Linked DNA regions of Sus scrofa: all the other regions are linked to region 3. The links are chromatin contacts, called in public Hi-C maps. All regions are on one chromosome and are shown on one strand. The core of a region is the stretch at or near the end of the contact, and the rest is flanking DNA. Distances in the headings are between cores, read along the strand shown.

The links. A called contact is a pair of places that touch in the nucleus more often than the background predicts.
Region 1: a contact with region 3 is called in a Hi-C map of embryonic fibroblasts, with 3 times the contacts expected there. The contact joins the promoter of MAML3 here to the enhancer-like site in region 3. A contact is called at or near these places in 4 of 5 promoter capture datasets (fetal skeletal muscle, liver and skeletal muscle), 16 of 47 Hi-C or Micro-C datasets (adipocytes, alveolar macrophages, brain and 11 more) and 1 of 2 datasets of contacts at active chromatin or transcription factors (skeletal muscle).
Region 2: a Hi-C map of embryonic fibroblasts shows a contact between it and region 3, with 2.6 times the contacts expected there. The contact joins two enhancer-like sites. A contact is called at or near these places in 1 of 47 Hi-C or Micro-C datasets (embryonic fibroblasts) and 1 of 2 datasets of contacts at active chromatin or transcription factors (skeletal muscle).

The regions. Positions count from the first base shown.
Region 1 is chr8:86,878,079-86,880,960 of Sscrofa11.1, reverse strand. It overlaps MAML3 (mastermind-like protein 3), which reads right to left and starts at 1,608. Exons shown (of 7, transcript XM_021100677.1): 1 at 318-1,608. The coding sequence starts at 788.
Region 2 is chr8:86,918,909-86,921,608 of Sscrofa11.1, reverse strand. All of the region lies in intron 1 of MAML3 (mastermind-like protein 3), which reads right to left. Among named protein-coding and RNA genes, the nearest start is that of MAML3, 41 kb to the right of the region's middle. Within about 2 kb of position 1,273, at least 18 of the 83 cell types and tissues checked have an H3K27ac peak or open chromatin away from gene starts, as enhancers often do. A contact at or near this core is called in embryonic fibroblasts, where this site is marked.
Region 3 is chr8:87,290,837-87,293,780 of Sscrofa11.1, reverse strand. The region is part of intron 4 of MAML3 (mastermind-like protein 3); the gene reads right to left. Among named protein-coding and RNA genes, the nearest start is that of MGST2, 100 kb to the left of the region's middle. Within about 2 kb of position 1,585, at least 56 of the 83 cell types and tissues checked have an H3K27ac peak or open chromatin away from gene starts, as enhancers often do. A contact at or near this core is called in brain, embryonic fibroblasts, epiblast stem cells and 5 more, where this site is marked.

The sequences.
Region 1 (2,882 bases), core at 359-2,858, 410 kb after region 3:
CTCTTTCAAATTGGTATTTGAGAACGGGAGAGGGGGGAAAACTTTTCCAGCACCTCACCCCGACGCTCCTCCAGGCTCCCTCCGCCCCTCGCAGTCGTGACTGGCTTCTCCCCCTCTCGCCCCCTCTTCTCCAAATCTGACAACCCTGACAGATTAACAGGTAGCGGCGACGGCAGCTTTTAGCTCAGGAAAGTTGACGTTAACCCTTCGGCTTCAGCCCACCTCACCCGCCTTGCAAATCAGATCCCCGTGCCCCCGTGTAAGAAGCTCCCCCCCCCCACGCGCGCGCCCCATGCCCGCTGCCAGCGCGCCCTCACCATGATCAGCGTGTGGTTCCTCTGCTCCGCCGAGGCAGCCTCCGCATCTTGCTGGGGTTTGCTCTGGTGCTGTTGCTTGCCGGTGCCGGCGCCGGATTTCTTGGCCCTCTGCTCCAGGGTCCGCTGGTAGAGGCTCACGGTGTCCCGGCGCTCCAGCTCCAGCTGCTCCACCTGAGCCTGCTGGTACCTGTTCTCGCAGTTGACGTGGTGCCGCCGGCAGCCCTCGATGCGCTGGCGGAGCCGCTCCACCACTGTGCTGTGCTTGGGGACCGCCGCCGATCCGCCGCCGGGGCCCCCGGAGCCGCCGCCACCGCAGCCGGCAGCGGGGTGATTGCTACTCGGAGCAGCGGGAGTACTATTGGGAGTATTATTCACACCGATCCCGGCCCCGCCGAGGCTGCTGTTCAGGCTACTGTTGATGCAAATACTACTGCCATTCGCGGCGGCAGCGGGGGCTGCGAAATCCCCCATCCTGCTCCCCGGGCACACTATTTTGGAAGAACTTTTTTTATCCACCCCCTATCAGCCTTCTCCTTGGGTCCAAGGATTAAAATAGTTTAAGTGGAACGCGGGGGAGACGCAAGCACATGGATGGAAACAGCGATCCCGGCCGGGCGAAAAAAAGGGGGAGAGATTTTGGGGTGGTTTTTTTGTTTCCTTTTTTAAACTGTAAAGCTCGAGGGGGAAAAAGAGGGGGGTGTTATCAGAATACCATCAGACACCTATCAACAAAAAGAATCACAACAAACTGAGCCAGCAGCAAATCGGGTTGCAACTCAAGGGGAGATCCGCTCTTCGCCTGCCTTCTTTTTATAATCCATTATTTTCTAATAAATTCCAGGAGATTTCCGGTAGTTGGCAAGCATTTTCTCCCTACGTACCGAAAAACACACCCCATGTACACACACAAGCATATGCCTCCAGTGCGGACACGCGCGACACACACTCACTCCACACCGCATCGGAAAACGGCAAGCTTGCTTATTGCATTTTCCTTCCACAAAAAAGTTTTGGTGTTTATGCCGCCCCGTGTTCTCAAAGTACTTTGGCTGCTCAGTTGCATTTCACAGGAACCTAGATATCGAATCCTCGGGCTGGGGGAAGTAAACACATGGACAGTCCGAGGCGACTGCAAAAGTAGATCGGTGAAGTCCTTTGCAAAACGCCGCGCGGAGAGCAGCCCCTAACGCTCGGCTGGGCTGCCGCTGCCGCCGCTGCTCCTGCCACCATCACAATGATCAACTGCTCGCCGCCGCCGCCGCCGCCGCCGCCGCCTCCTCCTCTCGCTCCTCCACCTCCTCCTCCTCCTCCATGCCAGCGGAGTGATATCAGGACGCGCGAGCTCAGTAAACACGGCAGCGGCGGCGGCTTGGAGGCCGTGAGACAGGCCCGGGGACACCGCGCAAAACCCGGCCCGGACTCTCACCCGGCTGGAGCGGGCGCGGCGCGCACAGGCACCCGGCTCCCGCCTCCCTCCGCTCGTCCTCCCCGCCCTTCCACGCCCCCAACCTCCCTACTACCGGGACTGGGAAGCCGGCGCTGCCAGAAAACAGAGAAAGAAAGATTCTGAGGGATCTTGGGAACGCATCAACTTTTGACCTGTGTGTGTGTGTGTGTGTGTGTGTGTGTGTGTGTGCGTGTGCGCGCGCGCCTGTGTCTGTGTGCGTGCGCGCGTGTGTATATATGTGTGTGCGCGCGAGCACGCGTGCGCGCACGGCCAGGGACGCGCCCGGCTGGCTGGATTTCCTTATTCCAAGCGAGGTATCAAGAGAGCCCAAGTTGTTGTTATACATTTATGCATTATATTGCAGAACCGTGCATGATCAGGCAGAAACACTGAAGCTTCACAGCAGTTGTCTGTCATCCCTATCCATGTGGAAAGAAAAAGGCAAATGAGTGGCTCGTTTGTTTGTAAAACCCAGGTAGTAAGTCCTGAATTGTAGTAACGCTGCTTATGAACACGCGTTCAAACTCTAGGCCATCTTAACACACAAATGCCAAATCCTGAACAAAAAGAAATAGGCAACAAAGAACTTGGAATATTATTTAATGCGCGGTACATAATGACTGCTGTTATTAGGGCAATTATTGTTTTACTTACTTGGAAGAAAAATTAAAATAAAGCAAACAGGGACTTGGAGGTGAGACTAACAGTACATTTTAACAGACTGTTTTGAACACTAGGTGCTAATGACAGCAGTAATTAAGGGTCCTTCGTAAATCAGGTGGAAAGATTGCAGATTTCATGGACTAGAACTATAGGAAAAACACAGCATTTCACAGTTTGTCAAAACAAAAACAAGCAAAAATAACAGGCTGACTTTATTGCTAGATATATTTCTTTCTGTTTAAATGAATTCACCATAAGTACAATTAAAATGGAGTGGCAACCAGAGAGAGTAATCTAAACTTTCCACTATCTTTCTGATATTATCAAAAATATCACCAACAACAATTAAGGATCAAATACAATATCCTTGAGTCTGGACTTAACCCATTGCAAATACATAATTGTGAAAAAATTAAAATAGGGAGTTCCCATCGTGGCTCAGCAGAATCAAATCT
Region 2 (2,700 bases), core at 24-2,523, 370 kb after region 3:
GTTCCTAGTTGGATTCGTTAACCACTGCGCCATGACGGGAACTCCCATTTATAAATTTTTGAGGAAAGACAGAAAACACTGAGAAAAGAAGAGGAGAAAAGATTAAAAAAGAAAAAGAAAAGAAAAAAATAGGTGTGATCATAGAGCTTGACACAGAGGAACCTCTCCACATTTGAATGGAACCTCTGCTCTTACATTCAAACAGATTGACTCCAATATGCATAGCTGAGTGCCATCCAACATTCTACATAATACTTAAAGCACGCTGTATCAGAATCCCACCAGAGTGCTTTCTTACCACTTCTTACTAACAAAAATTCGTGAAGCTTTCCAGAAAAAGGATTCAAACCTCTTGCAGTGTGCACCACGGGTTCCCTAGCGCCCAAGCAAAGCTTCTGGACCACACGGTGTCTCGTTGCCTCTCCTGAAGCCACTGCATTATCACATTAGCTCAAAGGGGAAGCAGAAAGGCATTGTGCTAATTATGTGTACGAAGACAGCAGTGCAACACCCAGAAAGCCATTTTTTTTTCTTTTAATAGTCCACGCTCCTCTTATTAATAAAAAGTAAAAACTCCAATTTCTTCGCAACCACCTAGAGCTTTTAACGGAAATCTTTTCTTCAACTAGGCTAGCTTTTCCCCAGCTGATCCTATAAACACTGCTGGCAGTTTTTTTCCCCAATGCCTCTAACATATTTTCACTTAGCACCAGTTTGATGTATAAGATCTGACAGCCCGGCAGTTATAGGCCACCTGCATCACTGTCGCCATGACAACAGTGAAAGACAATCCATGATCCCATGCCCTGGTCACACGTTTCAATACAGCTTATCTGTCCAAAGCCACTGAGTCTAATGGAAGAGAGTAATTACCATCTTCCACTCATTGTCAAAATTCCCACCATATAATGCTCTTCAAAATTATTTTATTCCTCTCACATGGCTGCTTTGCAAAAACTAAAAGAAACCTTAAGTGGGAAGGGGGGGTGGGTGGGAGAAGGAGGACGCTGTGACTCGTATAAACGTAGCTGTGTGTGAACCGTCCCTGTGCCGGAAGAATGCACCAGCCAGCAAGAGGGGTACAGAAACAGGTCGAGTTCACTGGATACCATCTTAGGATTCTTAAAAATCTGAGAATGAAAATTGGCAAAATTTCCCAATCTTGGCCTATTCTGAAGGCAGTGCATTACTGCCTCTACAATCCTTACACAGGTATCAGTGTATGTGCCCCTGCAGTATGTGGCAGTTACAGTGACACTGAATGGCGTGACAGCTCCCAAGGGTGGAAACAAGGAAGCAGAGGACTTCCGTGTGGACAACTGGCCCTCGGTCATTCTTCCCAGTACTTGTCAACCCCTCTGCTTCACACTCCAATAATATAAGTGAATACTTGCTTGTCCGACTTTTGGATTCAGTACTGCACATTCTTTTTCGCTTCTTTTTTCTTTTCTTTTCTTTTTGGCCACACCCTTGGGCATGCGGAATTTCCCTGGCCAGGGATCAAACCTGCGCTGCAGCAGTGAACAACAAGCAGGATCCTTAACCTGCTGAATCACCAGTGAACTCCCAGTACCACACATTCTTAGTGCTGGGTACAACCACATCTTTGAGGAAAGGCTCATTCTTAGAGCATTAAAAAGTGAACTTTGACCAACAAACACTTTTGTGGAAAAATCTTGTGGAGAAAAGCACTTAGGAGAAAGAGTCATTAAACTTAAAGACAAAGTCAGAAGTCACGTGGACTTGAAAAGCAAATTACAAAGAGCAAAAAATGCACAGGAAAAGATAACCCTTCAGGTGCAGGCACTCAGCTCCTGGTAAGATGGCTAACCCTTCTTTAACTTCGGTCATTCTCACAGAAATAAAATCATGCCCATCAACTACTCATTAACCAGCAACAAAGTTATAGGAAGTGGTACCGAGCTTCATGGTTAACCAAAAACTCTCCCATTAAGACGAAGCAATTTCATATGATGGGACAAATACCAACCCACAAAAGGACGGAAGCAACATAATGTTCACAGATAACAAATTAATTCTTAGAGGAGTATTTGTACACCTGTCAGAATGAGCCCGAAATGTTCTATTTAGGCTAAATTCTAAAAACCACAGCCATAAAACATTTAGCCAGCTGTCAAAACATTATAGTTATGAACGAACATTACCCACACGATGTGTTAAACATGGCATTATGTACATTACACAACAAGCATGGAAAGCCTGATGAGCCAAAGGCCTGGGTAACACAGCCACTTTAATTGTTTGGTGGCTGGTGGACAGGTCTTCTCTTTCCTGGCCATCCTTTGCCTATATTGATGCTATTCCTTCACAGTCCTCATTGGAAGCCAGAAAAAGGTGGTCTGAGAGGAAACTGAGGCTGAGCCTCCTAACGGAAAAATTCAATCAGTTGTGTAATTTTCTTTCTTTCTCTCTTTTTTTCTTTGCTTTTTCAGGGTTGCACCCACAGCATATGGAGGTTCTCAGGCTAGGGGTCAAATCTGAGCTCTAACTGCTGACCTATGCCACAGCCACAGCAATGCCAGATCTGAGCCTCGTCTGCGACCTACACCACAGCTCACAGAAATGCTGGATCCTTTACTCACTGGGCAAGGCCAGGGATCGAACCTGTGTCCTCATGGTTACTAGTCAGAGTCGTTTCCGCTGAGCCATGACGGGAACTCCTCATTTGTGTAATTTTTC
Region 3 (2,944 bases), core at 336-2,835:
AACAATGCCTGCAACTTTATGCTACCCAAAAGTTTACTTCATGACTGACCCCTGCTGAGGGCAAGATATTTCACTCTTTTCTTTCCACCCTAGACTTGCTACCTGTTTTTACCTTACCCTTCCTTCCAATGGGATAAAGCTGTTTCTTGCCACCTCTGGAGACAAATGGTTGACTGAGCTAACGCTTTAACAAGCGGAGTCACAACAGAGGTATAGGTAATTAACCAATCAGCAAAAACACAGTTATATGGGGTTTTTTACTGTGTACTTCAGTATATTTGATATTTTCCAATTTTGATAAGGAGGAGAGAGCAGGAAAGAAAATGAGACCCAAGGGAAGATCTGGTTTTCTTCAGCCTGATTTTATGAGAGGCCTGGCCTGGGCTGGCCCTGTTTATCTTTGTGCACTTTGAGAGATTCTGGTCCTGTGAGACCTGTGAGCTTGCCCGGGAGTGGCAGGTAGCGATGTGTGGCCTCCCCAGCCTTCTCTGCACCAGAAAGAAAGATCAAGGCAAACGAGGTCAGGATGTAGCATCATCTAAGCACTTCTGGCCCCTGTCTTCCCGGACCAAAAAGAAATCCCCCACTTTCTGAAAGTTCACTTTACGCCACTTTGCTTTTACCAAAGCCCGACACTGGTACCTGTTTTGCTAACCAAAAGACATCTGAAGAGGACTTCTGCTTTTATGAAGAAAAGGTGAAAATTTAACATAGTGTTCAGTGTTTGTTTTGCAGAGAATGATTACAGAGGCAGCTGGCAGCCCCAGCAGCAGGAGTGGCGCCACCAGGCTCCTTCCCCAGGAACTACACTCAGCATCTCAGCATCAAGCTGCCAGAGCTTTGGATTGTGCGAGAGCATCTGCCCTTTATTTATTTTGCACATTCTTAGCAAGACATGTCCTAAGGCACTTGCCTCTTCTTGGCTTTAAGCCATTCCGGCTTAGGAAAGGTTTCACAGGAATGCTCTGCGTTCACATGGGGGCCCCAGGGTTGGGGAAGGAGACCTGTACCTGAAAAGCACGGTGGGGGAAATACCTTCCCAAAGTGATAGTCTGCTTACTGCTTCCCTGGATTATGTATTTCTCCAAATGATTCCCACCCAAAAGTTTTGCCTTCAGGTTTCTCACTGAAGACCTTTAGACAAGGGCCATGTACTTATTTATTTATTTATTTATTAGTATTTTTGCCTTTTCTTGGGCTGCTCCCGAGGCATATGGAGGTTCCCAGGCTAGGGGTCTAATCAGAGCTGTAGCTGGCAGCCTACACCAGAGCCACAGCAACGCAGGATCTGAGCCGCATCTGTGACCCACACCACAGCTCACGGCAAAGCCGGATCCTTAACCCACTGAGCAAGGCCAGGGATCAAACCTGCAACCTCATGATTCCTAGTCAGAGTCATTAACCACTGAGCCACGACAGGGACTCCTGGGCTATGTGCAACATCCGTGATCCGAGGTTGATCCAGCTGTAGGACTTTCCCAACCAGCTCTGCTGCTTCAACAGCAGTGACACCTAGAGCCCCAGGCTCAGGGGTGTGAGCCCAGTGCAAAGACACATGCACGGAGTGACTCACCTTACAAATTGAGCTGGTGAGGCCATTAGCTGTTTCATATGACATGGTGGCTTTTAACCTCCAGTCTGAGAAGGCTTAATGAGCAATAGTCTGGAGAATTTCAGGATTTCAAGCCACTGCTCTTGTTTCTAAGGAGGACACACACTGGGTGTGCAATTAGAGAAAAACCAGGCTGAGCTTTCGTCACCAGAAATGTAATGCCTTGAAGCCAAATGATGCAGTATTTTTAGTTTTAATTACTAGCTTGTTCTCTACTCCACCCCCGGCCCAACGACCTCCCTTGCCTTCTACCCAGAATCTTAATTCCGTCTCTTCCCCTCAGAAATCCAATTGAATACATAGATCTTCATTACTCCCCAAAGCTCTCATGCTTCACTAAAATAAAGGTGGGGGGGGAATCAAAACCAAGGAACCTATTTTACGTATCTTCTCCTCCAGGGAAAAGATCCCTGCAATTTTCTAAGGGCTGGAGAGAGGTAGGAGGTGTAAAAAACACCCCACCTTCCCCAAAGAAGCAGTTTTCTACTTCAAAAAAACAGCTGTGGTAAAAATATCTCTCAAGAGCAGCCAGCTGTTTATTTATAAATCTGTGCGTAGGGAAGCTTTATTTCTCTTATGTGTTTTCAAGAACATGCAGAGTATTTGGGTGAGAAGGGCCGGGGTTGCTGGCGGCAAACCAACGATGACTAGCTCCTTGGGGATGGAGGGCGGCGGGGGACGGCAAAAGGCGGCCGGCGGGGATGAGAGGGTGCCCGGACTTTGCGAAGTGGCTGGAGGCAGCCTAGGGCTTCAGTCTTTTTTCAGGTGTTCTCCTCCGGCAAGAACGCAGCTGCTGTTCTCCTCCTGCCCCAGCAGATGGTGGTGTCAGCCCGGCCCTCGCTGCCAGCCCGCCTGCTCCGCCCGCTCCGCCCGCGCGGCGTGTCCCCCACCCCCAGCTTGCAGATGGCTTAATCATGACTCGCCTTCCTCCCCCACCCCGTCCCCCCGCCCCGCGCGTCTGGGCTAACGCTGCGAGCGTGGAGCCAGGCAGTCAAGTGTTACTGCGTACAGCAGGTAGCCTGGCAACTGAGAGCATAATATCGAGCAGATGGTGTTCGCATGGCGTGATGGACATCACACACGACAGCCTGAGACAATCCAGGAATTCCCTGGTGACTGGAGGCCCTCTTTACACAAAATGAGTTCTCTCTCCATTGCCCTGTATCTCTGGGGTTATCTCCCCCCACCCCCATCTCCGACTGACACTGAACTGGTTTCTTATTACCGACTTTGCTTCCAGCCCGAGGAGAGCGAGATCTCACGTGGGGGGTGGGGGAAGCCGTGGAAGGAAACGGAAGGGCCGGGAGCTGGAGGACGTGATGGGGACGGTGG